Regions from separate parts of the Mus musculus genome. Here all the other regions are linked to region 5. The links are chromatin contacts, called in public HiChIP or PLAC-seq, Micro-C and promoter capture Hi-C maps. All regions are on one chromosome and are shown on one strand. The core of a region is the stretch at or near the end of the contact, and the rest is flanking DNA. Distances in the headings are between cores, read along the strand shown. Region 1 overlaps Gpr107 (G protein-coupled receptor 107). Region 2 holds the start of Ncs1 (neuronal calcium sensor 1). Region 3 holds the start of Fam78a (family with sequence similarity 78, member A). Region 4 holds the start of Fibcd1 (fibrinogen C domain containing 1). Region 5 holds the start of Fubp3 (far upstream element (FUSE) binding protein 3). Region 6 holds the start of Lamc3 (laminin gamma 3).

Region 1 (4,177 bases), core at 169-2,668, 410 kb before region 5:
TGAGTAAGTGCCCAGGTGTAGAGTTCCTGCCTGGGTTGGGTCTGCTTCTCTGGTCCAAGCCAGCACTTACCTGTCTGGGCCTGTTTCTTCCACAGTAGCCTGAGCAGAGCAGCACCCGCCTTGTAGAGTTGTAGGGAGGCAGCTCCCTGTTGCAGAGCACTCCTTAGAGCCCTGCTGGGTCCTGTGCAGGAGGTGGCCAGTGCATCCTCTCTGTTGCTGGTGTCTGGCAGGGTCAGCCTTGGGATGCTCTGGCAGACCCTCTCTGTCCCCACATGAGGATGTACTGTCCCATTGTCAGGGAGCTTGGCTGCCATTTCCAGGAGAGTAGCAGGGAGAGGGCAGGAATACTGAGCTGCCACCCAACTTCTCATCCTCTTGAGCTCCTGATCCTCCTGCCACTGTCTGCCAAGTGCTGGGGTGTGCTACAGGTGTGTACTACAGGTGTGCTACAGGTGTGCACTACAGGTGTGCGCTACAGGTGTGCTGCTGTGTCAGGTGCATGGTGCTCCTCATAGAGCCTCAGTGAGGCTTTGTTTAAAGATGAGGTCTCACTGTGTAACCCTAGCTGTTCTAGGCTTGAACTCACAAAGACCCACCTGCCTCTGCCTCTCATGTGTGTCTGCTGTAAACTTCCTACATGTTGGACAGAGTAGAAGACTTATACTCTGAAAATGGAAGTTTGGGACCAGTGAGATGGCTCAGCAGTGAAAGCCTGATGACCTGGGCCCCCCATGCTGGAAGGGGGGACTGGACTCCTACAAGTTGTCTTCTGACTTTTTCTTTGTACTGTGACATGTGCATACACACACAAGTAAATAAACAAAATACAAGAAAAAAGTAAAATCCGTATGTGCTGAACATAAATGTACAACTCAGGTTATTTCCCCAATGTAAACACACTGTAGCCAGCAGGAAACAATTATTAGTGCTTTTACAGTTTTCTCAAGCCTTGCCTTTCCCTCAAGTGACTGGAAAGTCCCTTTCTCTGAGGAGCAGTCACCGTCCCCTCCAAATCCTGTCGTGTGTGTGTGTGTGTGTGTGTGTGTGTGTGTGTGTGTGTATTGTGAGTGGGCTTGCTTTGCTCTGCAGATTGCTTCTCTGTGGGAGTGTGGGTTTGCCTCAGTCTCCTGTCACTGGGAAGTGAGAGGCAGCACACTGCTCCAAATGCCTAGCTGAACTCTGCAGTAAAGGAAATTCCCAGAGGACCAAAAAAGGGAAGAGGGAGTTGAAAACACTGGCTGGAGCGGGGAGGGGAGGAAGCGAGTGCCATTCTGAGATATTGCAGGAGTCTGGAGAGAGTTTGTATTAGACCGTTGCTGAAGGCCAGTGCTCCAACCCTCAGACCTAGCTGGGATGGGGAGCCAGAGTCAGCCAGGGAATAAGACCCTCCTGGTGGCAGCTTTCCAGGGCATTGTCTCTTGGCCTTGTGGGTGGGGCTTATCCTAGTCCCTCAGAAGGTCCCATTGACAGCCCCTGAGGCCTGGAAACTTGTAGCTATAGGCGAGGGTCCCATCAACAGCTGCTATTGTTTGGGTAGCTCCAGCATTATGAGTAAAGAGCCACCTTGTCACAGGCAGTTCATGTAGTCTCAGTAATGTCACATGTCAGGACGAAGCTGTGTTAGAAGGCTTTGCTGATATCTTGTCCTGGTCCTGAAATGTGTTGTCCTGCATCAGTTGAGACATGGAGCAGGCAGGGGTTGGGCATGTTTCTCTGTGGGCTGAGGCTTGAGCACGCCCGGGATTCCCCCTGCTCAGTTGTCTGTCTCCACTTGACTTGTTCCTGGGAGGGCCTCTGCATTAGCTTCTGCCCTAAGGCCCAGCATACTGGTTATCACTTAGGGTCAAGTGACAAAAGTCTGGGAGGAGCTGAGGGCAGCAGGGCGCTTGTACTTACTTCAACACTCCCCTCCCCTGCCAGAATTGGTTTCTTTTATACATTACAAAATTTTGGGGGTGGGGAGTATTTTTTTAAAGATTTATTTATTTTATGTATTTTATATACACTGTAGCTGTCTTCAGACATACCATAAGAAGGCATCAGATCCCATTACAGATGGTTGTGAGCCACCATGTGGTTGCGGGGAATTGAACTCAGGACCTCTGGAAGCGCAGTCAATGCTCTTAACCGCTGATCTATCTCTCCAGCCTCATAAATATTAAATTTTAAATTATTCTTAATTCTATGTAGGTGTATGTATCTGCATGTGGGTGTGTGCACATGAATGCAGGTGCTCACAGAAGCCAGAGGCAAAAGATCCCCTGGAGTTACAGATGGTTATGAGCCTCCTAATGTGGTTGATGGGAGATGGTTGACGGAAGAGCAGCAAGTGTTTTTAACTGAACTAGGTCCTAGCCTCCAGCCCCCTATGTTTTTTTGAGGGGCCGTTGTTTGTCTTTTTTTTTTTTTTTTTTTTGGTTTTTTTTTTGGTTTTTTGAGACAGGGTTTCTCTGCATAGCTCTGGCTGTCCTGGAACTCACTTTGTAGACCAGGCTGGCCTCGAACTCAGAAATCAGCCTGCCTCTGGGATTAAAGGCATGTGCCACCACTCCCGCTAGTCTTTCTTTTAAACAGGTTCTCACTATATACCCCTGGCTGGTCAGGAACTCAGTGTAAACCAGCCTGGCCTTGAACTCACCCTCCTGCCTCTGCCTCCTGGGTGGGTATTAAAGGTGTGCACCCTGTGACTTGGCCTCCTCTATAAAGTTTTGCCTACCAGAAGACAGGCACTCTTCTTTCAGGAAGAATGCAGGCTGATTAATCATGGTTCACCTTGCTGTGGGATTCACATGTCAACTTGACCCTGACCAATTTGCCCAGAGCCCATACAAGTATGCTGAAATGAATGAGTCCACAGTTGCCCTCTGCAGGGCTTTGACATCTGTCGGAATCCTTTTCAACATTTAAAGGGTAGCTTGTGACAGCTGGGTCTGTCTTTGCACCTATGTAAACTTAGACTGACCACCATGAAACCGGACACATAGCTAGCTTGTCAAGCAAATGAACAAGCTGACTAATGAGACATCAACCCCAATCTCTGTAGGATGATGTGCGGCATAAAGTCCATCTCAACACCTTCGGGTTCTTCAAGGATGGGTACATGGTGGTCAACGTCAGCAGCCTCTCTGTGAACGAGCCTGAGGGAGCCACGGACAAGGATGCTGAGGCAAGTGTCTTCCTGTGGGTCAGGGGTTACTCCATCAGCCTCCTCCCTCCTTGCCAAACTGGAGAAAATTCAGTGTTGACAGTTCCAAAATTCACTGTACCAAAGCACGCTACAGGGCCCTCTTTACTTTTCTCTATTTAAGATTCATTTATTATTATATGTAAGTACACTGTAGCTGTCCTCAGACACACCAGAAGAGGGCGTCAGATCTCATTACAGATGGTTGTGAGCCACCATATAGTTGCTGGGATTTTGAACTCATGACCTCTGGGGGAAAAAAAGCAGTCAGTGCTCAAACCACTGAGCTGTCTCTCCAGCCCCAGCTTTACTTTTATGCTTCCTATAGTCTGCGCAGTGCTGGGGCGGAACCCAGGGCCTTACTCATGCTGGATGAGTGTTCCCAACCTCAGGTTGTGGCCTGTGAGTGATTTATCTGCATGTGCACCTGGACACCAGAAGAAGGAATTGGATCCCATTGCAGATGGGTGTGAGGCACCATGTTGTTGCTAGGAATTGAGCGCAGGACCTCTGGAAGAGCATAGCAGCCAGCACTCTTGACCACTGAGCAGTTCTCAAATCCTGTAGTTCTTAAATAAATATTTGATTAATGATTTTACTTGAGCAGCTGTGTCCTTCTTACAAGAGAGCCCTCAGGCTGGAGAGGTGGCTCAGCGGTTGAGAGCACTGACTGTTCTTCCAGAGGTCCTGAGTTCAATTCCCAGCAACCACATGGTGGCTCACAACCATCTGTAATGAGATCTGATGCTCTCTTCTGGAGTGTCTGAAGACAGCAATGGTGTACTTACATATAATAAATAAATCTTTGGGCCTGAGGGCGCAGGGCCAGAGAGAGAAGAAAAAAAGCAAACAAGAGAGCACTTAAGAAAAATGAGAGGCCAGGCAGAGGGGACTGCTTTCTGTGTTTGTTGCTATTTAACTTAATTTTGCGCTTGGAATAAGAAAGGCAAGGGCAGAGGATAGTGTGAGGGACTTAGTCTGTCCTCTCTTTGC
Region 2 (4,216 bases), core at 1,368-3,867, 330 kb before region 5:
AATCGCTCCCCAGCTCCCATCGGTTTGATCTCAGCTCACCGCCCCCCTGACCCCGCCCCCCCCCCAAGCTTCAGCCCTTCACTTCAGCTGGGCAGATGCTCGAATCACTGGTGTGTACCACAATGCCTGGCAAATTTGGTGGCTTTTATGCGAAGGGGCAGAGGGAGTGCTCTCTCTCCCTTTGTCCCTGTCTTTTTGCCCAAGGCTCTACCAAGTGGAGTCTTTGGACCTTGAACCTCCACAGCCATGAGCCAGAATAGACCCCATTGGATTATAATTCCCCCAGTCACCCTCTTGCCTTTCCTCACCCACCCTCTGAGACTGCTTTTGTCGCAGCTGTGCTCCCTGGCTCTACACAGAGCCTCACTTGGTCCTCAATGCCCTTCTCCCTGCTTCAGGTCATTGATCAGATTCCCTCCCAGGGGCCTCACAGATCCTGGCCTGTACCTGGCATCCCTTGCCTAACCTTGCTTGAGCCATTTCTCCTTGGTTACGTAACATAGTGTCTGTTTCGTGAATTGTTCATGATTTCTATTGTTCCCTGGTCGCTAAATTGTGAGTTCTATTGAGGCAAGGATTTTTTTCAACATCCCCAGGGGCCTGGCATCAGTGGGTGCCTAGCAAATACTAACCCGGTATCAGTGGTGTCCGTGACTGTGAGGAACCAGGCACTTCCCTGACTCCTGTATCCCCCAGAGTCCTGGTTCTTGTCATGGTGTTGGTGACCAGTGGTTGTTGTTGGGCAGGCTTGAGACACGACCATTTCTCATGTTGCTCACTGCAGTGTCTTCAGTCTTCAGTCTAGCACCCAACACATGGAACAACCCCTGGGTTCCTGTAGAGCATAGAACTGTCCTTGAACTCATTATATGGCAGCCATGGTTGCCACTGAGTTCCTGATCCTCCTACCTCCATCTCCCAAGAGATGACAGGCCTGGCTCACAGCTCTCTAAGGCTTCAACTGTTAACCCATGGTCCAAGGTTTCTGTCTGAGCAGGATGTTCAGGTGAGGCTGGCCAGCTCTGAACCTCTTTCTGTGGCTTTTCCTTCGTGTACATTTTGAATCGATCCTCAAAGCTGGGACACCCTGCTCCAACCTCTAGCGAGAATTCCTTTAGCTGTGGCACAGCGCCAGCTTCCAGGATCCATGTCTGCTCACTTCCTGTATCGAACGGGCTCTTCACACCAACAAGCTGGGACCTGGGTCTGGCCTGGGCTCATGTAAGGGAAGGAACCGAGACCATCTGAAGGCTGGAGACATGCAAGAGGTGGGGTTGAAAGGTACCATCGCCCCAGGCAGGGTTTTACACCCTCTGAGAGGGAAAAAAAGAAATTCTGTCCGTGATTGCATCCCTGCTGGCTCAGGAGGGAATGGCTTCATCTTGCCATGGTCTTTCCAGGGCTCTGGTTCCTGGCATGGGTCATTCCTCCCCTACCCGATCTATTTTCATGCCTTTCCCTGAGAACTCTTCCTCCTAATGTTGTCTAAGCCAGTTGTGAACCAGGGATCCTACTGCCTCCCCACCCACTTCCCTGTTTAGCTGGGCTGGCTCCCTGGCCTCTGCTACTAAGACTGGCTCACAGAAGTTGCCACTGGCCCTCAGGGCCTTCTGAGAGCAAGACATATTTCTGCTCCCCTCCCCCTGAGGCTCATTCTTTGGAAGAAGCAAGCGCCAATGGACTAAGAGGTCCAAGTTTTCCTGAGCTGTTAAGGAGACAGAGTTGGGCAGAAAGTCAGGAGAGGTCTCAATTACGATGACATTTTGGGAGGAGGGGAGAGCAGGCCATCCTTTTCCTGGAGTCCTTCCCCAGCTGCAGGCTTCCAGGCATGGAGCCCCACCAACAGGCTCTGCTCCCTCTGGCCACTTCAAGCAAGCCCCACAACAGAGAAGGTTTGAACTGCAAGTACTCCTGGGCACCGGGGACAGAGGCCAGGTCTTTGGGGAAAGCGGCTTGCCAGGCTGGTCTCCAGAAGCTCTGGCCCTTCTGCCTGGCCTCAGATCATTCCCAGCCTTGCCTGGAGCCCCGGGTGTAGAGGCTGCTCTCCCTCCCAGGCCAGACCCCTTCCAGGTTGATACCCCATTCCTCTCTCAATCTGAAGTCACTTCCCTCAAGGCCAGGCAAAAGTGTTCCCACCGAAACCCATGCCAGCCAGCACATCAGGATGCTCCTGGAGAGGTCTGGGATCGCGTCTGTCCTCTTGGCCGCCAGGTCCCCAGCGCCCAACACATCTAAGTGGAATGAATGAATTGCGCCGGGCAGGGATTTGGCCTCGTTCACGTCCGATTTTCCGGGCCCTCCCTGCCCACGCCGCTGCGGAGAGGGGGGAATGGATCGGCGGAGGGGGCGGTGCGGCGACCTCCCAGCGTCCCCGGAGAGCCAACAGGAGAGGGGGTGCCTCAACGCGGAGCTCGCGCCTGTCGGAGCTGGGCGGGAGGTGGCGCCGGGCGATGAGTGGCGGCTCCGAGTCCACCCCTGGCGCGCCGGTGCGGGCGGGAGGCGGGGAGCGTAGGGGCGGCGGCGGCGCAGCAGTAGCGAGCATGTGCTACGCAGCCCAGTAACCAGGGACGACCGCGGCAACCGAGCCCCGGCGGCTGCGGCTCTCAGCCCCGCGCAACTCCTCGCCGTGGCCGCTTGCACCGCCAAGGCCTGGCCCTCGCCGGGTCCCCGAGGCCCCTTGAACCGTCAGCCGCGGTCGCGCAGCACGCCGGAGCCCCGCGCACGGGACGCGCGGGCACGGCCAGACAAAGGCGCGGCCCCGGCCCGGCCCAGCCCGGCCTGCCGGCCTCCGCGCACCCCGGCCCGACCCAACCGCTCCCGCTGGGCGCCCCGAGCGGGTCCGGCCCGGGGAGCGGGGGCCGCGGCCGCCGAGCATGGGGAAATCCAACAGCAAGTTGAAGCCTGAAGTTGTGGAGGAGCTGACCAGAAAAACCTACTGTGAGTGAGCCCCGATCCCAGATCCCCGATTCCCCATCGAGCCGCGACCTTCCCTCCGCCCTTCCCGGCCGCGCCCCTGCCCCGCACCTGGCCCATTGTTCTATCCGCGCCCCCGCCCCCGGCCATGGCTGGGTGTCGCCTGTCAGCGTGCTCCAGGGACCACTCTGGGTCCTCAGGGCATCCGCAGCCCACCCGCTGCTCCCCTCCTGTCCGAAGGACCCGGGCTGTGCCGGGGCGGGGGGCAGTGGTCCCAGGAGGGGGCGCCCGGGCGTTGTGTGGCTCTCCTGCTTGGAGCAGGGTGGGTGGGTGATTCATGCTTAATGATGCTGCTGCGGCTCCTGCCTCTTGCGAGGTTGGCCTGTCGCCCCCTCCCTGGCAAGTGTGACTGTGTTGGGAGGAAGAGGGCTGGCGAGACTGGTAGAACGCTCAGGTAGTGACGGTAGAGGGCCAAGGGTCCTGGGCGCCCTCTTAGATGTCGCACGGTTGGGCTGTATTCTCCATCCCCCCTTCCCTTCTCCTGTCTCTACCGCACCAGGAAATGGGTTTACATGGCCCGAGCTGACGAGCGAAGGAAGGTCTGTCCCACTCCACGGTCCACTAGATCAGTCCCAGGCGTGGCTCTCCACTTGCCCAACTTCACAGATCTGCCTCTGCATCTTTAGTGCCTCCACACCAGGTGTCCCCCCTCCTCGCAGCCTCTCCAGGGGTGGCCCTGGAAGTGGGTCCTGGGAAGCTTTGGCTGAGCGCTCTGCATCACCCGGAAAGACAGGCAGTTAACTGACAGCTCGGTGTAGATGGAGGCTCTGGTGCAGTGCATGGTCTCTGCTCTCACCCCCACCCCCACCCCCGGTATCGGTCTTCTGAGCACGTTTGCAGGTCTTGGTCAACCTAGTGCCTTAGCCCCATGCTCCTCACTCTCCCAGACTTAGAACAAAGGGGGCTTTACTGCCTGGGCTCTCCTGGCCCCTGTCCTGAGGAGTTGGACACCTTGGAGGTCACATCCAGGAGAACTATCCTTCCCAGCCCAGGCTGCCTACTCTCTCTTTCCAGATTGGGTGGGTAGCTTTTTCTAGCTTGTTGCTGTTTGTGAGGTTAACTGGACCCTCGAAGGTGTGGCTCACAGCCATTAGCAGGTAGGCTATTGGTGGGACACCCTCCCTCCCTGAACGGGCCAGGACCCCAGGGTGTGGGGAGGGTAGAGGGCTCCATGGACTTCTCCAGGAACCATGGCATGTGGTGTACCATGCTGTCTCCATGATGGTGAGGCTGGGGGCCACCA
Region 3 (4,447 bases), core at 464-2,963, 510 kb after region 5:
GCCCCACCGGAGGGACACTGGATGCTGACCCTTGACCTCCAGTGGGAGCAAAGCTGCACACTGCAGAGCAAACTGGGTTTCTGAAGTCCCTTTCAAACACACACTGCCACGGCCCACCACCACTGACAATGGTAAAGCTGGCCTCCGAAGCTCTTCTGTGCATCTGAGCCTCCACACACAACTCAGACAAGTTCAGACCCCACGGCAAAGTCCTGTGCAAAGAAGTCTGGAAGCTGTTTTGAGGCTTCCAACCACTCCCATCAGCTAATGGGTTCATGGAGGCCTGAGCCTGGGGGGCAGAGTGATGACTTCTCTGGTGACCCCAGATGGCCCTGACACTTGCTTTACCAAAGGGGCACAGGTTCTTGTTCTCTCAGCATCTTGCCAGGGAGGACAGAACAACCCTGGGCACCAGGGATAATGGCAGGGCAGGTCTAGCTGAGCTAGGACCCTAATCAACATAAAGGCTCCCCAGAGTTGCCTGACCCAAGAAGGCTTGGAGACAGTTCCACCCCTGCCTAAAGACCCCTGCAGCCCTGCTCCAGCCTCCCCGAGCCTTCAAGGCCCCCAGCCTGTCCCCAGGAGTACTCACATGCCCTGCTCCCCGTACTGGTTGTAAAACTCCATATGGCTGCACGCCTGAATCCAACCAACGATCCAGGTCTCCTTCTTGGGAATGGGCGGCATGACCACTTGGGCTGAGGCCCGGAAGTGGGGTGTCCGATAGCGCAATACCACGCTGGAGGACTCGTCGATGCTGGTGGGGATGGGGTCGATGGAGGCTTTCACATCAATCACGGTAATCCCTTCCCGGAAGACTCTGGCTTTGCCTCCGATGCTCTGAATACAGCCCATGGCACACAGGACCGCTCTAATCTCCAGGGAAGGCCAGCAGTCCCAAAAATAACAGGGCATTGAAAGGATGGAGGTTGCAGGACCCAGTGCAGAGCGCTCAATCTAATCTCAAAACTCAAAATCGAGATCCATAGGCTAGAGAACTTAAGGAGTAGAGGAGGTTTGCATAGCACTGCCGGGTCCTGTTATAAATATGGGTTCTGTTGCATCTCAAGAGCCCTGGGCTCCCTCTTCTAGCAGTGGGCAAAAGCCACCGATATTCTTTGGGTTTAAAAAAAGAAAAGTTTGGAGTTTAATGGAGAAGCATGTTTTTCTGACATCCAGCGCTGCGTCCTCACACTTGGGGATGGCAGCTCGGACACTCTCCCTGAAGTCTTCGCAGGAAGCAGACGGGCTCTGCCAGGCACATAAATAAGGAAGGCTCGGTCCCCGCGCGGTCGCGCCACCCTCGCTGCAGAACGCCGACTTCCTGCCCTTCTGCCTTCCGCACCGGCTCCCTGGAACACACGCGCCCGCCCGGCGGGGCCCAATCAATTGCAGCGTGAGCTCCGATTCAAGCGGCAGAGGTCCGACGTCCTGTGAGGCCCGTATCCACCCGCCCTTCCGAGAGGTGCGCTCCGGGTTAGGTGCTCGCCAGGTCCCCTCCGGCGCCCACTCGCGCGTTCCTCTGCCACTGTCGCTGTAGCCGCTGACTGCCGCGCAGGGCTCCGGGACTGCACTCGGATATCCGCCGCCGCCTGCTTCGCCTCGGCCGCCGAGGACCTGCAGAGAGGTGGAAGGCACAGGGCGGCAAAGTTGAGCCGAACTTTACTGCGGGGGACTCGAGGGCGCGGCGATGCCTGTGCGCCGGGCACGGGCTGTGGAGCTGACGGCGCAGCTCTGGGCGGTCTCCCCGGAGGTGGCGCCCCCCTCCGCCCGCCCCGTCAGTGGCGGCCGCACGACTGCGCGCACCAGCGAATAATCGCCTCCCGTGACATCTCCGCTGACACCGGTTTAGCTCGAGGGAGGGGTGAGGGGTCGTTCAGACTGCCACCGCAGTGGGTCACTAGGACCTCCCGGCTCGGGTACTGCGCATCAGTACCACGCCACCAGCGTGAAACGCCCCTTCTCGCTCCAGTGTCTCGATCCCCGGGGCCTCAGTGCCAAGCCCAGGCCGGTCTTTTAAGGCATTCTGCCCTTTGCCGGCAGAGGTGGCTGGACACCAAGAAGGCGTGTTGCCCCCCCCCCCCGCCCCACCGCGTGCCTCGGTTTCCCCTAACCAAGCTTGAGCCTTAGCTGAGCCCAGCGCGTCCCGAGCGCGCGCCTCCGCCGAGGAACTTTGGCAGTCAGGTTCCCACCCAGGGGGCGTCACGAACTCACCTGCCCCTAGGGCCGCTCCAGGTGCCTGGGTCACCGCCCTCCGGTCTTCCCTAACCTCTCTGCCCGCACGTTTTCGGGGCGCCCCCTCCCCTGGGCAGTGTCCCCTGGCTCTTATCTACTAGGGTCCGGGGATGGCGTGGGCGCCTCGGATCCCCAAGCCCCTCCTGGCTCCGGGCTGCTGTGGGGATGGCCGGGGGCGGAGGGCTGAGGCTCGGGGCTCTCTCGCCCCCACCCCGAGCGCCTCCTTATTTTATGATCATTATGAGCGTGCTGTCACCGCTCTGCCCCGCCGCCGCGCCGCAGCCGCCTGGCGCGCCCCGCGCCGCCTCGCTCTGCTGCAGCATCGGAAAGGCAACCAGGTCAAACTTTGCAGAAACTCGGTCCCTGCGCCTGTCTGGCCCCTGTGTTCGTCCGCAGCCGCGCGACAACGCGCACCGGCGCACGCAGGACCTGCGCTCGCCCGTGCGCCCCGTGGGATGCAGGTCCGCAGGCGGTAGCGTGCAGGCGGGTAGGCACCGCCTCCTCCTCCAGCCCGCCCGGCTCTCCTCCCTAGCTCTGGCACTCAGCACACTCTCCCCCCCCTCTCTCTCTCTCTCTCTCTCTCTCTCTCTTCTTTCCCACCTCTCTGCAGCTGCTGGGGGAGTTGAGCCTCTTCTTGCATAAACGACATTTCCTTTTTTTCTAACCCTAGGAATTCTGGGTAGTGTAGTTCTGTCTTTCTCGGGTCCTGGGGTTGGGGGTGTTCCTATTGCCCTTTGACTTCTGGATGCCAGCAGCTTTCCAGTTCAGGAGACTTGGGGCACTGCCCTGGGGATCCTAGCTGCCGGAGTTGGTGGTTGGGTGGAAAGCATGGAAGTTTTGGGAAGCTCCAAGACTTGGGAAGGTTTGGAGGGTGGGAAAAGTTGGTGTCTCCCAACCCCCAAACCCCAACCCTGTATTGATCATGTTTGTATCTTCAGCATGGTGAGAGGGTTGTCAGCTAGTTGGTCCCAAGTATGTAAGAAATTTACATTCATCAGACATTGAGTCAGAAAGTTCTTATGTATGTCTCACAGAGGAAAAAAATACCCAGAGAGGAAGACTGAAAAGGCCTGCCCACCACCCCAATCTAGCAGGTATCCCTGCTGAGACCATCTGGGGGTCAAAAGGAGTAGAGAGCCAGAATCTAAGTAGCCTCAGGCCCTTAGCTCCACCCCTACCAAGCCATTAGCTTCTAGATAAAGGATAGTTTGTGACATCAGAAAACCTGCCAGTCACACTAAGGGTGTGCCCCACCACGGCCCCTTAACTCTGACTTTCAGGGCTGTTTGCAGTAGGCACAGGTGGATACCTGCAGTTAGTCCCAAAGCTGGAGTCCACTGACCGCCTGGGAGGGCCAAAGATGGAGGGGGCATCTCTGAAACTTTGGGAGGGTCTGTGAGGAAGCCACACAGGAAATGGCCAGTCAAGGTGGCTGCTGTCTTTCCCAGCCACATTCTCAGCCTGACCATTGTTAATGTCCCATGGTCCTAGCTAGCTAGTGGGGCAATGTCCGTTTCCCATCCAACTTTCAAGTAACTAGTACACCCAGGCCTGCCTGGTGTGAGACTGCAGCAGCATATAGTCCCTAAGGGCCTCATGTACGGTCTGCAGTCTTTCCTGGCCTCCCCAGGTTCCACACTACATACTATTCTTCTGGGAACCCTTCCGACCTGCAACACCTCGTGCCATTAGCTAATCACTGCTACTCCGTGTATACAGAAGGAAGCCATTGCATCTAGGGATGACCATCTAATTTTCCATCACCCCAAATGCCTGGAACCTGTTAGAGCCCAGTGGCCACGGTACTTCTATGAAAACTCAGATGTTCTCTCAAAAACAAGACAAGATCCGGGCTGCTCCAGGTGCCTATGTGTAGTCCTGTATTTCTTAGGGAAAAGATGCCACAGGCAGGCTACACTTGCCCAGCTACACAGGGAAGCTCCCTAGAGGCGGTTTCTTGGGGAGCAGTTCTCCTGAAGCTCGTGAAAGTGATAGTCCTTTCAGGGGTCACAGCTTGCAATGGTGACAGAGCACTATAGAACCAATTCACTGTGTGAAACACCAACAGCATCTTTATCGTTCGTTTTGACCCCGGGGAAGTGGACAATAGAAAACCAGAGACCATGAGAATGAACTCTGGGTCCTGGCCCCATTCACACTGCCCTCCAAACCCACAATCCTGCCTGCTAAGACTGGTTCTTCTGACGTAGGA
Region 4 (4,227 bases), core at 662-3,161, 270 kb after region 5:
CAGAAATCCCCATCCCTCCTCTCCCATGCTCCTCTTGGCGAAGTTTCAAGCATCTGACCTCAGCAATGGCCCTTACCTCAGCTGGGCTTCTGGAAAAGGCAATGGCAGGGGGCAATGGGGGAACTTGTGGCCCCAGGGAACTAGAGCTAGGGGCACAATTTAAAAAACAATGAAATTGCCTGGACTAAGAGCCCTACCCCAGGCAACCAGGGAGGCCTCCAAGAGGGAGCAGCCTCTTTCCTACCCTCTGTAGAACAGGTAGGGTGTCCCTGGGTGTGCAGTGTTTGGAGGCCTGGTGGTGTCAATCAAATGAGAAAGCACATGTCTGGACGTGGGATCCGGCCCAGGGAGGCAAATAGCAGTCAGGATCTTTAAGATACCAAAAGGAAGGAAGACTGGACCAGGTTGGGGTAGCCTTGAAGTTTCCACTGCTCCTTTAAGATCTCAGCAGGAAGGGCCCTGCCACCTGGGGACACAGTGAAGACTGGAAGAGTTAAGAAGGGGGACAGACCACCCAGGGAGGCAATGGAACCAGTCTGAGGTTAGAAAAGTAGAGTCCCTGCTCTCTGGCCCACATGCTGTGTGGCTTGGGCATATTCAACCTCCCTGATCTTCATCTGGGATATGGGAAGTGTATACTAGTGAAGAGCCAGCTTTGCAAACAAGCTAGCCGGTCCCCTTACCAGACCAGTGTTACTCGGAAAGAAAGGCAGGTTGCAGCTTTGATTAGTGAGGAGTGGCCACGCCCACCCCTGCCACCTCCTCCTTCTCTGGTTGCAAACTCTCACTGTTCCTTCCCCAGTGACATCTGTCTGGGAGAAATTTAAAATTTAAAACGGGCAGCCCCATTATCTGCTCTCCTTGGCAAACGGCCTCCTCAATTCGCTTGTCTATGCCAGTCCCTTGATGGCCCAGCCTGGGGCAGTCCTGCGGCCACCCCTCTGCTTCCGACTCCGGATGCCCAGTACCTCAGCAGCCCCTCCCTGTTCTGTCCCAGCTGGTGCAGTGCACAGCCCTGGGCATCCTCCAAGCCGGGACACTTCACTGTCCCTGCAGAGGCAGTAGGGAGAGAGGATCAGCCAGACCCAGGTTCAAATCCCTGTAGGGCTTCGTGGCCTCGGGCTGCAGCGGGACCTCTCTGAGCCTTGCTCTCCTGAAAGTCAGAGAATCACAGTGCCTAGGCTTCTTATAGGAGATTAATATTTACTGTTCCCCAATTGAATTTGGGCGCCTAGGTAAAGAGGGCGGATCTGGGGGGCCGGTCCTGTTCTTGAAGCCTGGAAAGATGTGCGGGGCGCCTGGCACAGGTTAAGGAATTTCAAGTGAGGAGGACCCCCATTGAGGCTGTGGGCGAACGGGACTCTGCGCGCGGTCATCTGTTGGCTGTCCCCAACTGAAGGGCTGATCCACAACCAACTATAGGTCTTCTCTTCCCTCTGCACAAGCAAGCACAGGGGTCTCCGGTGGGGGTGGGGACTGGCTGCAGCGGGTGCCTTCTGCAGGGAGCCCAGAGTTCAAGACTCCGCTGAGGGGAGGAGGAGAGCAGGTGCTCCCACTAAGCTCTGCACAAGCTCACCAAACTCCAGCCCCCACACCCGTCCCCGCGCCCGTGGGTACCTGCGGTTTGTCGCGCGGTCGGTCCTCAAGTTGGGACGCGCTGCCCACGGTCTTCCACCGCTCGTGGACCATCTTCCAGCAAGACCAGCGGGGTTGCGGGGCAAGGGCGAGTGCAAAGGAGGCGAGGGGTGCACAGGGTGCGTTGCACTCGCAGGAGGTCCCCTCGGTGCCGGGGATCCGGGGTGGCCCGGGAGCGGCGGCCGCCAGCTAGGCTGCGTGTGAGCGCGTGTGATTGCTGGGAGCGCGGGCGCGAGCCTCCGAGAGCCGCCCGCGCCGCGCCGTCCCCGCGTCCCGCTCCCGCGCCTCCCGCGCGCTCCGCCCTCTTCCTCCCGGCTCAGTCTCCGCGTCTTCGTCTCGGACCCTCAGGGCCTTTTATTGCTCCCCGCGGCTTCCCGAGCACGCGCGCGCGCCCCCCGAGGGCTCTAAGAGTGACTCCCGCTCTAGCCCGGTCGCTGGGGGGTGAGGAGGACTATTCAGCAGCAGCGAGCGTGACGACAGCCACGGGCTCCTCGAGGAACCTGCGCGCCCTGCGGCGCCCCGCGCAAACTTCCTCTCGGGTGGGACTCGTCTAAGTCCCTAGGAAGGGGCTAGGCAGAGACCGTGTGACCCTTTCGGGGCTCCGAGGTTCCAGTCCCGGGGCAAGTGTGCGCGTGGCCCGCTAATCTCCAGCCCTGTGGCCTGGTGCTGGAGTCCCCGACTCCGCAGCCAGGCTGGCCCCTATGGCATCTGCCCACCCGGAGTCCCGAACAACACCTCGCTCCGCCCCGCCCCCCCCAAGCCGGCCTGGAGCTATCCCAACCGCGGGAGGAGGGATCTGAGCCACCAGTGGGGGCTTCTCAGTCGTCCCTCCCACTAGCAACACTTTTTAAAGCGTTTAATCCGCCCGAGCAGCCTTCGGAGGTAATTGACAAAGTCCTTAATCTGCGCGGTTAACGAGCTGCTGTTGTGACTCCGACCGCGTGGCTCCCACGCGCCCCACGCCGAGCCCCGCCAGCCGCCCTTCCCCCCAGCTCCGCAGAGACGCCTGGGCCCCCCGCTATTTCTTAAAGCTGTTTTCCGGCTTCGGGGCGCTCTGGCCGCCTTGCTGTTCCCTGGCACCGGCGTCGTCTCTCTCCCACCGGTTTCCAGTCTGTTGCCTCATCTTCGTCTACGTCCCTCTTCTCGTCCCTCTAGGTGCCTGGCAAGCGTGGGGCAGGCTTTGCGAGGGTGGGGCCCGAGCCTAACACAGACAGAGTGGTCCCGGGACCACAGCTGAAGCTAGGCACTGTGGCCACGTGCCCTTCCAGACTGTCACCAGCCAGAAACTGGATCCCACAGTCTGCACTTCCAGTGTTCCGGGTGGCTGGGGTCTCCCGCGGTCCCAGCCCGGCTTCCGGACAGTAAGCTGCCGGAGTTACTTACTGCCCAGTCACCCCAGGCTGGGGTCAGAAGCCCACATCCTAGAGGATGAACATGTGTCGCCCTGCACACACCCCTCCCCCATGCTCCCTCATCACTTAAGAGGGTTGTAGGTGACCCAGAGATCCTTCAGGCCTAAGCAGGAAACTGTGATTACTGGCCACTGAACCTCTCTTGACTCAGGTTCCCCTTGTATCCAAAGGGTTAACAGCACCTCACTCTGAAGGGCTCTCTCTTCCGGGGTTCAGAGGCAGGCACCATACATAAGCATCTGAGGGGTTAGTGTTAGCTGGGGTTCATACTTCCCGCTATAAACGCAGGCAGGCTTCTGCTCTCTCGGAACCTGTTTCCTCATTGAGCAAGCAAGGATGGAAATGGACGAAGGCTTCCCAGCGCCCTCACAAGAAGCAGGCATTAGGGATGGAGAGGTAGCTCAGCAGTTAAGAGCCCTGGCTGCTCTTCCAGAAGTCCTGAGTTCAACTCCCAGCAATCACATGGTGGCTCACAACCAGCTGTAATGAGATCTGATGCACATTTCTGGTATATGTCTGAAGACAGCTACAGTGTACTCATATAGATAAATAAATAAATAAATAAATAAATAAATAAATAAATAAATAAATAAATAAATAAATAAGAAGCAAGCATTAATTAAGGATCCCAAGTCTGATTCTGCAGTTCCCCGGGAAGAGCTAGGCAAGGTGTACACTAAAAATCACCCTGGGCAGTCCTGGTCTGGAGATGTGGTCCAAAGGTCCCTGGGTGTACACGGAGAGCTGTCAGCCTGTTTAGGATGGTGATACTTGGTTCAGGGGACGCCACTTTGATGGTTAAGACAAGGGAGGCCAAACTCTGAATGGGAGACACACGCAGGTGTGCATGGGCGCCTTCAGGACATTCTGCTTCTGGGTCTGAGGAAGGACAGGTAAGCGGGGGCCACCTAGTGGCTCCTCCCAGCAGTGTTTGCTGCTGGGACCTGTCACCAACTCAGCAAGAGTCCCCAGTTCTCCTGTCTGCTGGAGTGCAGATAGGGGTGGCCTTGCCCTATCTCCACTCTGCCACAGCTGTGCTCTCAGCTCAGTTGACACTAGGACGATCAGTGGTGGCCCTGGGTTGGCAGGAGCACACTCAGCCCCTGTACACAGCACCAGCCCCTAGTGTACACAGGCCCATCAGCCCCATGGGGAGGTGTGAACGGGATGCACGGATGCA
Region 5 (4,574 bases), core at 706-3,205:
ACCTCACATCTGTGCAGCAAGAGCTTCCTTTCCTGCCTGAGCTGTCTCTCCATTCGGAAGAGTCGTCTGCTGGTCTCTGAGGCAAAGCTACTCACAACCAGTATGTATGCAGTTTGTTTGGGTTTTAGCTGTCTTGAGACAGGTTCTACCACAGGCTAACCCTTATTGTATAGCTCAGAGTGACCTCACCTTCTTATCCTCCCACCGAGTCTCTGCTGTCAGTCCTTTGTTCCAGCCAATCCTAGCTAGGCATTTATTTCCTGAGTTTGAATCACATTTGAGTGAGTATGCATTGCCAAAGTTATCTATTCAAAAGGGCAGAAGGAGTTCCAGGACAGCCAGGGCTATACAGAGAAACCCTGTCTCGAACACCCCCCCTTCCAAAAAAAAAAAAAAAAAAAAAAGGGCAGAAGGGAAAAACAAAAACTCTGTGCTACTTGTGCTTTCTTGAAAGCTTTAAATTATCCTCAATGTTTTAGTAAACAAATTAGACTGGGCTCCTGCCTGTAGGCCACTTGGGTGGTGGCAGCAACATTTCTGCACTCACTGTCTAAGATGCTTCCCCTGTCCTCATTGGACAAAATTCTTTACGTATTCATTGAACAGATACCAAGCGCCAACCAAATCAACAGGGGGTTTGTAATAAGTGTTAGATAAAGAGACCCTGGATAGAAGAACATCCCATTTCTACTCATCAGGGCCAGCCAGTTGGGAGTATGGAAGAGTGGACAGTGTTTCCTCAGAGGTTGGTAGGACAAACGTCAAGTAGGGCCAAGTCTGTCCTGAAGATTGAAACTCTGTGTTTGCTAAACTCAAGCATAGATGAAGTGAAAACTCTCCACCATCCAGAGTGCCAGCTTGGTCTCCCCTACGGGTTTGGAAATGATCTGTCTAAAGTGATCAACCTGTGCAGTTTGGCCAGCTTCTTTGATTTTGCCATAATCTAGGAATCATTCAGAGTCAGCGATATTCAACTTAGAATTAGTTTCCTAAGCATCTGCTATGTGCCAAACTCTAGGAATCCAAGAAAAAAAAAAAACGAGAGCCTCAGGGTTGATGAGGTGGCTCCGCGGTGTGGGTGTTTGCTGCCAGACCTGATAACCTGTTTGATTCCCGGGACCCATATGGTGGAAGTATATAACCAACTCTAGGGAGTTGTCCTCTGACTTTCACATGTATGTGGTGACACATTCTACACGCACACACTGAAACGAAGAATGGAAGGAAAGAATAGTAAATTGAGTTTCAAGTAGCTAGCTGCGGGTGACCTAGAACATGACCTTGAACTCCTGAACTTCCGTACAAACCCACTGCCCATACATATTGGCACAGTGGGGTGTAACTTTTTGTTCTGACGGAGGCAGGGGGTTCTGAAGTGAGACTCCCCCCTTTTCCTTCCCCTCAAGCATTCAAACATTCCTAAAGATCTCTTGCCTCAGCAGGCCCGGAAGCAATGATGGTCCCACGGTATTTCCTGTTACCCGGGTGAAAGAATGTGAAAGAGGACACCAGGCTTCTTTTGAGCAGTGTCATCAAACCGATCCTTGGCAAACTGATGGCCCATTCTGGAGCCTGGGACTCCCTGCAGCAAAGGCGGAGCCCTGCCGTACTAAGGGTCCTAGTACCAAGTAAGGTGCTCAATCTCAGTCAATGCAGCACACCACGACCCCACTTCGAGAGGGAGGGGGCTGCCAGTGCACCTCGACGGCTTGGGTAAGGTGTTGGAAGAGCCAAGTCCAAGTTTCTCCTCCGTCAGGTGGCAAAACCACACAGCGGGGGACTATAAGGCCGCACCTGCGCCGCGGTGGCGGTCCCACGCTTGCTAAAGGCCTGGGGCCCACGCCTTTGGAGGGCGGGGTCGCAACCTGGTCTTTTTGACGGACATCTGCCTGTGCCCAGGGCAGGCCCCCCTCGCGCCACGGCCACGCCCCCACTTCCGGCCGGACAGCGGTCACGTGCTTTGAGACCCCGCCTCACAGACGCTGCTTTCCCCCAACCTATCTCTCTCTCTCTCTCTCTCTCTCTCTCTGTCTCCCTCTGAGCTAGCAGTGCCTTCCCTTCGCTTCCCTTCCGCCGGAAGTGGGGCGACTTTCCCTTTCCGGCTACGGGTCCCGGAGCGGAGTGGGAGGCCGGACCGGGGGAGCCGAGCGACGGCGGTGGCGGTGGGCTTGGCTATGGCGGAGCTGGTGCAGGGGCAGAGCGCTCCGGTGGGCATGAAGGCTGAGGGCTTTGTGGATGCCCTGCACCGGGTCCGGCAGGTACGGGCGCGGGAGGCCGGGGGCGGGAGGCCGCTGCGCCGACGCCTCCGGTGGGCGCCTAGGGCCGCGAGTCGCGGGAGGCCCGGGCGGTTCCCTCGGGAGCTCCGGGGCCAGAGGAAGCTTTTGCCAAGCGCTCCTGGCGCCCGCGCGCCCGACTGCACCCAGCGGCCTGCTCTCCATGATTCAGATCCCAGCAGGTCCTGGTTGTAGACCCCAGGCATCCATCTCACGCCCTGGACGTGGCTTCTGCAGCTTTGGGAAACCTCGCCTTCCACTTAATGCATTTCAAGCATATTGGAAGAAATTCGAGGATATTTTATATTTGAAATTCTCTATTTTGCAGAGAGAAGGGGAGGTGTTAAGTGGGTGGTCCTCGAGAGTTCCTTCTGGCGATTAGTCTTAACTCTACTGGGAAGAGTGTGGGATGGACTCGTTCGGACCGTGAAACTACCATCTGGCAATATTGTGCGTTTTGTCAGTGAAACTGGCTTTTTAGAGGACTTAGGCTTCTCTGAATGAATATGGGACCTCTCTGGCTCCTGGCATGGTGCCTAGTACAAAATTGTCCTTGTATTTTGCCTGAAACTTAGTGACAAGTTACCCCGACGCTCAAACTTTCCTCTATCCAGTGATGTTTATCTTCTCTGACTTTGTCAACTCTCTGGTTCTTTGAAAGTCGGGCTGTGTAACTAATGACGGTTTGGTTCCTAGTAGAATACCTGCCACAGGACTCATTGTTGGGAGAGTTTGACCGGTCACGTGAAAATGGGGTCTTTTCATCACTTTCCAGTAGTCCTTCGAGGAAACCCTACCTGTCTCCCCTATACTTTGCATATTAATACTGATGGTTCTGTAGACATTGTTTTATAACCTACCACAAATGTTGGACTCACCCAAAAGTTTCTCTGGTGGGTTGTTACTGCCTAGTTGGAGCAGTGAGTATCCAATAGTGTGATGATACTTCAGTTACTCCATGATTGTAATGGATGACCTTGCGCCCAGCTCCGCATCCACCGCTCTGCTCATGGGCATGGTTTTCCTTTGCTGGACAAGACCCTGAACCCTGTTTTTCACTAGTTGGTAAGATGTACTGGATCTCTCTCAATGCTAGAGTGTCAGAGCCATCTTGTTGGCTTTCTTCGACCACTAACAATTACAGTCGCTGCTTTAGGAAGCTCAGGGCCTCCTTAGTTGAATGTAAAATAAATTTGTTTTTTTGTTTTTGTTTTTGTTTGTTTGTTTTGTTTTTTTTTTCTTCCGAGAAGGTCTTTCTATGCAGTCCTGGCCGTTCTGGAATTCACTCTGTAGACCAGGCTGGCCTCAGACTCGGACATCTGTTTCTGCCTCCTGAGTATTGGGGGGTTGGAGGCTTTTTGCACTGCTACCCAGCTTATGAGAATTATTTATTTATTTTCCAAGCAGAGTTTATTTTTGTAACCCTCGCTGTCTTGGAGCTAGCTCTGTAGATCAGGCTAACCTTGAACTCTCAGGGATCCACCTGCCTCTGCCTGCCTCTGCCATCCTAGTGAAGTTTTAAGGATTGCTGAGACTTGCTTGGGGAGGTGGGGGTGGAGATACCTTCTGTTAAATCTGCCCTAACTTGGAGTGAGGAAAAGGAAATATTCCTTTGGGTTTCTTTTTGTTTGTTTTTGTTTTTTCTCTGTGTAACCCTGGCTGTCCTGGAACTCACTCTGTAGACCAGGCTGGCCTTGAACTCAGAAATCCGCCTGCCTCTGCCTCCCGAGTGCTGGGATTAAAAGCGTGCGCCACCACCGCCCGGCTTCTTTGGGTTTCTTATTTATGAAGTACACCACTACCTTAAGTGGTAATGAGCCCATTAGAGATTGGTGTGTTGCTTCTTAGTGGCAACAGCTAGAAGTCCATACTACCATTGAGAAATGATTTGAAGGGAATTAAAAAGAAAAAGTCTGGCAAAGTGGTGTACACCTTTACATCCCAGCACTTAGAGGCAGAACAGAAAAATCTCGGTGAGTTGCAGGTCAGCCAGGTCTACTACAGAGCAGGTTCTAGGTTCTCTGGGGCTGCCAGAGCTACACGATAAGACATTGTCTCAAAAAGCAAAGTCAAACAAACAAGCAAAAGTTTGTTGATAATTTTAGGGTTATTTAGGTAGATCTCGTTGGTCAAGGCTGGAAACTTAGAAATCTGCATTGTAGAGCTCTACTCTTCCAGAGGACCTGGGTTGGATTCTCAGCACCCGCATGATGGCTCCAGTTCCAGCTTCTGCAGGCTCTGTACAACAGGTTCTGAATAGACATACATGAATGCACCTACACACAGATCTTTTTTTAAAAA
Region 6 (4,813 bases), core at 178-2,677, 310 kb after region 5:
ATTTCTGTTGTATGTGCTCAGTGGAAGGTTGGAGGGACCTCAGAGGCTGCCACACAGAACACTGTTCCCAGGGAAGCCACTGTCACTACAGTACAGCTGGTGCTGACTGCAGCAGAGGTGTGTGTGTGTGTGTGTGTGTGTGCTCGTGTGCACATGCGTGCACCATTAGGGCTATGGTTAGCACACAGGGATCTCAACACAGGCTATAGAAGTGAAATATGTAGAGAAACCTTCTTTCTCTGGGACCTCATGTATACCAGAATATTCGTCCAGAAGGACAGAAGCTAGCTCCAGGGACCCTGGCTGCAAAGGCAGATAGAAGGAGAAGATTCGGGGGCAGTCTTAGTGAGACAAGGTGTGGGCTCTGCCACAGCCCCATGGGTGATACAGAAGGGGCCCAGATATCATGTGACTAATGGCTTCTGTGTTGTGCAGTGTGGGTCTCTCGCCTACTCAGTCTCTCAAGGAAATCAATAGAAGCCTTGTAGGTTGAATTGAGACAGTATCTAAGGACCTCACCCAAGCTGAGCCCTTGATTAAGAGATATTAGGGGTGCAGGAGTCTGCTCTGCAGACAGAGGCAAAGAACATGGGCCTCCTTGGTGGTCCGCGTCCACAGCAACAGGAGTCCATTTTCATCCCAAACTTGCCTTTGTCCTCCTCTCAAGGTGTCCTTGTGATCCTGTATCTAGCTAGCAGTGTAAGGAAGGAGGCCCCAGAGGGGGCTAGCACAAGGCTCCCTACCACAATTTGCCCTGTACCCCTGACTACCCATGCCAGACCCCAAGAGAACCACTTCCTTAACCCTGATCATAACTTTCATGCAGGGTTGGAGTCTTACTGGATCTATCCAACCGTGGCTGTGGGAATCTGACGGTGTCCCGCTCCCATGGGATCATTTTGTTTTACTGTCTACAAGGGCCAGAAGGTGCCTTGGGAAGGACATTAGTTTGGTGGAGAGAAGGGGAGGCCTCTGTTGATAAGAGGAAGCCTTTTGATAAATCCCAGGTGACAATATCTGCTTTGGGAGGAGACGCCAGGAGCGCAACACTTTTGACAGAGAACACTGGACAGGTACGGAGGAAAACTGCCAAAGGTCATTCTGTCAGGTGAAGACCTGCGCTTGTCTTGCCTTTCAGCTCAGGAAGGTACACAAGTGCAGAGCTTCCATAGAAGAGCCGCATTAGCAGAATAACTTGGTGTCTCTACCGAGACCATTTTGCAGGGAGGACTGTGGAGCCAGGTTCACAGTTCCCGAGTCCACGACCCAGCCAGAACAAGCAGGCACTCCCAGGCACGTCCAGCAGGTGGGGGTGAGCACGAAGGGACGGAGCTCGGATGGTGGGGTGTCGCCTGCATGGGTCCCGCCCTCAGATGCCGTCGGGTTCCGCCTGCAGGGGAGGACTCCAGGGGCCAGTGGAGCGCAGAGGGGCTAAGCGCAGACCGCAGCGTAGAGTGGATCCCGGAGCAGTGCAGAGCGGGGCGAGGACCATGGCTGTATCCAGGGTCCTGTCCCTCCTGGCAACGGTGGCATCGATGGCGCTGGTGATTCAGGAGACACACTTCGCGGCAGGCGCGGACATGGGCTCTTGCTACGACGGTGTGGGACGCGCACAGCGCTGTCTGCCTGAGTTCGAGAACGCGGCGTTCGGCCGACGCGCCGAGGCCTCCCACACGTGCGGACGGCCCCCGGAGGACTTCTGTCCACACGTGGGGGCACCAGGGGCTGGGCTACAGTGCCAGCGCTGCGACGATGCTGACCCCGGACGACGCCACGACGCCTCCTACCTCACAGACTTCCACAGCCCCGATGACAGCACCTGGTGGCAGAGCCCATCCATGGCCTTCGGGGTGCAGTACCCCACCTCTGTTAACCTGACCTTGAGCTTAGGTAAGCATGCACCCTGTCACCTTATATCCAAACCATGGAGGCCCAGGCAGAGGGCTGTGCACGCTGGGGCAGACTGCAGCACCCCACGGGTAAGGAGTCAGAACCTGCAAGCCCTGGGTAGCAAGAGGTCAGCCCAGGGGGCTCCCCTAAGGGCTTGGGGGAGCAGAAGGCTCCCCTCAGCTGTGGAACTGGGTACAGCAACAATTCCCTGGAAGAACTGTTAAGGAAGGTGGGGGTCATACTTCCATGATGATCTATCTGATCCATCCTCTAAGACCCGAACTTGTAATCCGGTCAGCTTCGATGCCCTGTGGACGGACCTCTGACGCTGTGAGCAGTTTGGGAATGGGCGTTAGGGCAGTTGCCACCAAATGTGAATGCTGTAGTACCCTGGGCAGGACAGCCAGTTTCTTCCTGCCACTGGATAGCCAGCCTGGGCGTTTCGAGTGGCCCCTCCGCATTGTTCTTGATTGCTCCACCCAGACTGAGGCAAGATGAGGGAGCACAAGGCCCTTGAGGCTGGGAACCCAGGGGTCCACTTCTACCTTGAAACTGGACTATTCTCTACCCACTCCAAGTTCAGATGAGCCCAGCGATCTCCTCAGGTTCCTTGCTATGTCCTGAATACTGTGTAAATCTTCCAAAGGTTTGATAACTTGGATTTGGTATTTTCATAACTCATTTTGACACTAAACGTGACCTGAGGCGATTTCTAACCTTGGTGTATCCTAGTAAGGGCCAATATTCATACATTTTGTTACTGGATCTCATTTGAGAGCAGCTTACAGCCGCAGAATGAAGCCTGTGAGCTAAGCACTCTTCCCCTGAGCTACATACATCCTCAGCACGCCTCTGAAAGTCCAAGGTACATCAGGAGCAGAGTTTGGATAACATCTAATGAAACTATGCCCCAGTGAAAAGCTGGAGGCTCAGAGAGGTTAAGTGCTTTGTGCAGAGACACACAGCTGCTAAATGACAGTCAGGACCCACACATTCCTGTGCAATGGAGGTCAGAATATAAACTTGGCATGTGCTGTACCACCCACGACTACACTGGCTCTTCCTAGCCATGGGTGGCAAAGCCCTGGCACCACAGCTTTGTCCTCAGAAAAGGGAGGTGGGAAGAATATTTAACCCCTTCAGCAGCATAGGCAGGCACATTCCCTTTGTATCCCAAACCCAGTTCCCAGGGGTGAGGACACATTCTCTCTACTGTCTGGAGCCTGGATGGGGTGGGGTCTGCCCAGACAGGAAGCAGGAAGCTAGGGGAGGTGGTGGCCAATGGGGCTGGCAGGACCTCAAGGCCATGGGAGGAATCTGGGGCAGGGAAGGAGACACTGTGTTCCCTAACAAAGGCTGTCACACGTGCCCATGAAATCCAGATGCCAAGGAGGGAACTCTAGCCTTGGGCACCAGGGCCATGTGGTCAGAGTGGGAACCCTGTGTTTGCCCTGTTTACACACTGCTGGGCTTTGCCTGATGCAGCTCCTGCAGCCTTAGATGCTGCAACAAGCAGCCTCTGGAACCCACAGATCCGTGTGAGCAAAGGCATCACACACACGGGCATGAGGCACAGAAGAGATTGTACCGTGAAAGGATGGATGGATGGATGGATGGATGGATGGATGGATGGATGCAGTGCCACACAGCATCCTGGGCACTCGGTCAGCTCAGAGTTCTCTTGATGGGTCTGAAATCTGTGATAGGGTAGATATCATGCAATGGACTTAGGACTCAGACATAGAAAACCGTTTACCAGGAAGTCAGTGCTCTGTGTTGCACCTCAGCTTCCCTGCGTGTACAGTGGAGACAAGAGTGAGCTGGGGAAATAGCTCAGTTGGTAGAGTGTTTGCCTAGCATGCACAGGCCCTGGCTTCCACCATCCCCAGCTCTACATAAACTGATGGAACTCGGGAGGCAGAGGCAGGAAAATCAGGAGTTTTAGGCTAGCCTCAGCTCTTCCTCAAAACCAACAAAAACAAACAAACAAACAAACAAACCAACCAAAAAGACTTGCTGTCTCTGAGGACAGTGTGACAGCTACAGGTGCTCAGATTGGGGCCATCATGATCCTCATGTATGTGTTGGAAGCCCTGGGTGGGGGTTGAGCTCTGCGCATGGGCTCTGTATCAGAGAATAAGGGCTCACCCTGCTCCAAAAGACATCTCGATCCAGGTCCCAGCTGTGCTGGCCCATTTTGGGGCTGGGTGTCTTAAATCTGTTGCAGCTAAGCCATGGACTCATAATATCCAGAAATCTAGAGTGTCTTGGCTGTTAGCTGCGGTGGGCTGGTAACAGCCCCTCTGTTTTCCTGCTGCTCCTGTTTGCTGGGTCCCTCTTCCCCTTCCATGAAGGCTCTTAGGAGGGGAAAATAGAAGACAGCTCTGGACAGAGTCTCCTGGGGGTGGGGTGGGGATGAAGAGCAGGGGGAAGAGGAGGCGGAGGTCAGCTTGGGATGGAGGTCACAGCGTTCCCAGCTCCCCGCAGCTCCTGACATCTGGTCTAGATCCTATCCCGCAGTGGCTGCTGAGCCAGGTCTTCCTGTCTGTGATGAAAGGCCACAGTGGGGCTGGCTGGTGGAGCTGACTGCTCTCAGGGCTTCACTGATGCCTGGCGAGGCTGGCAGGGATGGTGCAGGGGGTGGATGGGGACAAGGGAAAGCAGAAGGGGCCATGGGGTGACGGACTGTTCAAGGACCAGCCTCTCAGCCTAGAGGAATTGATTCTTCACTTGTGGGGAAACTGAGGCTCTGAGGATGAAGTCGGTTGTCTGGGGTCACACAGGGCTCAACTCTAGGTCTATGCTGCTCTCACTTAGAACAGGGAGTAAACGGGTCAGGTCAGCCCTGAGCTTTCTGCATCTCCATCCTAGAACCCGGTGCAGCGGCTCTTGGTGTCCTGTCTTGGACTATCAGGACTCTTCT

Evidence for each region. Promoter capture Hi-C pulls out the DNA fragments that hold promoters and counts their contacts. Hi-C and Micro-C count contacts between places; a contact is called where the count stands out from the background. HiChIP or PLAC-seq counts read pairs in DNA pulled down with a chosen protein or histone mark.
Region 1: a Micro-C map of embryonic stem cells shows a contact between it and region 5, with 6 times the contacts expected there. The contact joins the enhancer-like site here to the promoter of Fubp3 in region 5. A contact is called at or near these places in 2 of 39 promoter capture datasets (hippocampal neurons and liver), 1 of 484 Hi-C or Micro-C datasets (embryonic stem cells) and 1 of 115 datasets of contacts at active chromatin or transcription factors (embryonic stem cells).
Region 2: a contact with region 5 is called in a Micro-C map of embryonic stem cells, with 3 times the contacts expected there. The contact joins the promoter of Ncs1 here to the promoter of Fubp3 in region 5. A contact is called at or near these places in 1 of 39 promoter capture datasets (liver), 1 of 484 Hi-C or Micro-C datasets (embryonic stem cells) and 1 of 115 datasets of contacts at active chromatin or transcription factors (embryonic stem cells).
Region 3: a promoter capture Hi-C map of liver shows a contact between it and region 5, with 4 times the contacts expected there. The contact joins the promoter of Fam78a here to the promoter of Fubp3 in region 5. A contact is called at or near these places in 8 of 39 promoter capture datasets (the 3T3-L1 cell line, 3T3-L1-derived adipocytes, cranial neural crest and 3 more).
Region 4: an H3K4me3 HiChIP or PLAC-seq map of bone marrow-derived macrophages shows a contact between it and region 5, with 2.7 times the contacts expected there. The contact joins the promoter of Fibcd1 here to the promoter of Fubp3 in region 5. A contact is called at or near these places in 2 of 39 promoter capture datasets (liver and stem cell-derived epiblast-like cells), 2 of 115 datasets of contacts at active chromatin or transcription factors (bone marrow-derived macrophages and embryonic stem cells) and 1 of 9 other capture datasets (pancreatic islet).
Region 6: an H3K27ac HiChIP or PLAC-seq map of embryonic stem cells shows a contact between it and region 5, with 7 read pairs. The contact joins the promoter of Lamc3 here to the promoter of Fubp3 in region 5. A contact is called at or near these places in 8 of 39 promoter capture datasets (the 3T3-L1 cell line, the HPC-7 cell line, HPC-7-derived erythroid cells and 5 more), 1 of 484 Hi-C or Micro-C datasets (bone marrow-derived macrophages), 3 of 115 datasets of contacts at active chromatin or transcription factors (acute myeloid leukemia, bone marrow-derived macrophages and embryonic stem cells) and 2 of 9 other capture datasets (liver and macrophages).

The regions. Positions count from the first base shown.
Region 1 is chr2:31,163,978-31,168,154 of GRCm38.p6, forward strand. Gpr107 (G protein-coupled receptor 107) reads left to right here. Exons shown (of 18, transcript NM_178760.4): 2 at 3,044-3,166. Among named protein-coding and RNA genes, the nearest start is that of Gpr107, 14 kb to the left of the region's middle. Within about 2 kb of position 1,419, at least 107 of the 459 cell types and tissues checked have an H3K27ac peak or open chromatin away from gene starts, as enhancers often do. A contact at or near this core is called in embryonic stem cells and liver, where this site is marked.
Region 2 is chr2:31,243,306-31,247,521 of GRCm38.p6, forward strand. It overlaps Ncs1 (neuronal calcium sensor 1), which reads left to right and starts at 2,618. Exons shown (of 8, transcript NM_019681.3): 1 at 2,618-2,937. The coding sequence starts at 2,874.
Region 3 is chr2:32,081,992-32,086,438 of GRCm38.p6, forward strand. Fam78a (family with sequence similarity 78, member A) reads right to left here and starts at 1,714. Exons shown (of 2, transcript NM_175511.4): 1 at 593-1,714. The coding sequence starts at 915. It overlaps Gm33126 (a long non-coding RNA gene), which reads left to right and starts at 3,278. Exons shown (of 3, transcript XR_374254.3): 1 at 3,278-4,447.
Region 4 is chr2:31,844,094-31,848,320 of GRCm38.p6, forward strand. Fibcd1 (fibrinogen C domain containing 1) reads right to left here and starts at 1,912. Exons shown (of 7, transcript NM_178887.4): 1 at 1,618-1,912. The coding sequence starts at 1,689.
Region 5 is chr2:31,570,696-31,575,269 of GRCm38.p6, forward strand. Fubp3 (far upstream element (FUSE) binding protein 3) reads left to right here and starts at 1,956. Exons shown (of 18, transcript NM_001033389.4): 1 at 1,956-2,258. The coding sequence starts at 2,175.
Region 6 is chr2:31,885,854-31,890,666 of GRCm38.p6, forward strand. It overlaps Lamc3 (laminin gamma 3), which reads left to right and starts at 1,428. Exons shown (of 28, transcript NM_011836.4): 1 at 1,428-1,890. The coding sequence starts at 1,491.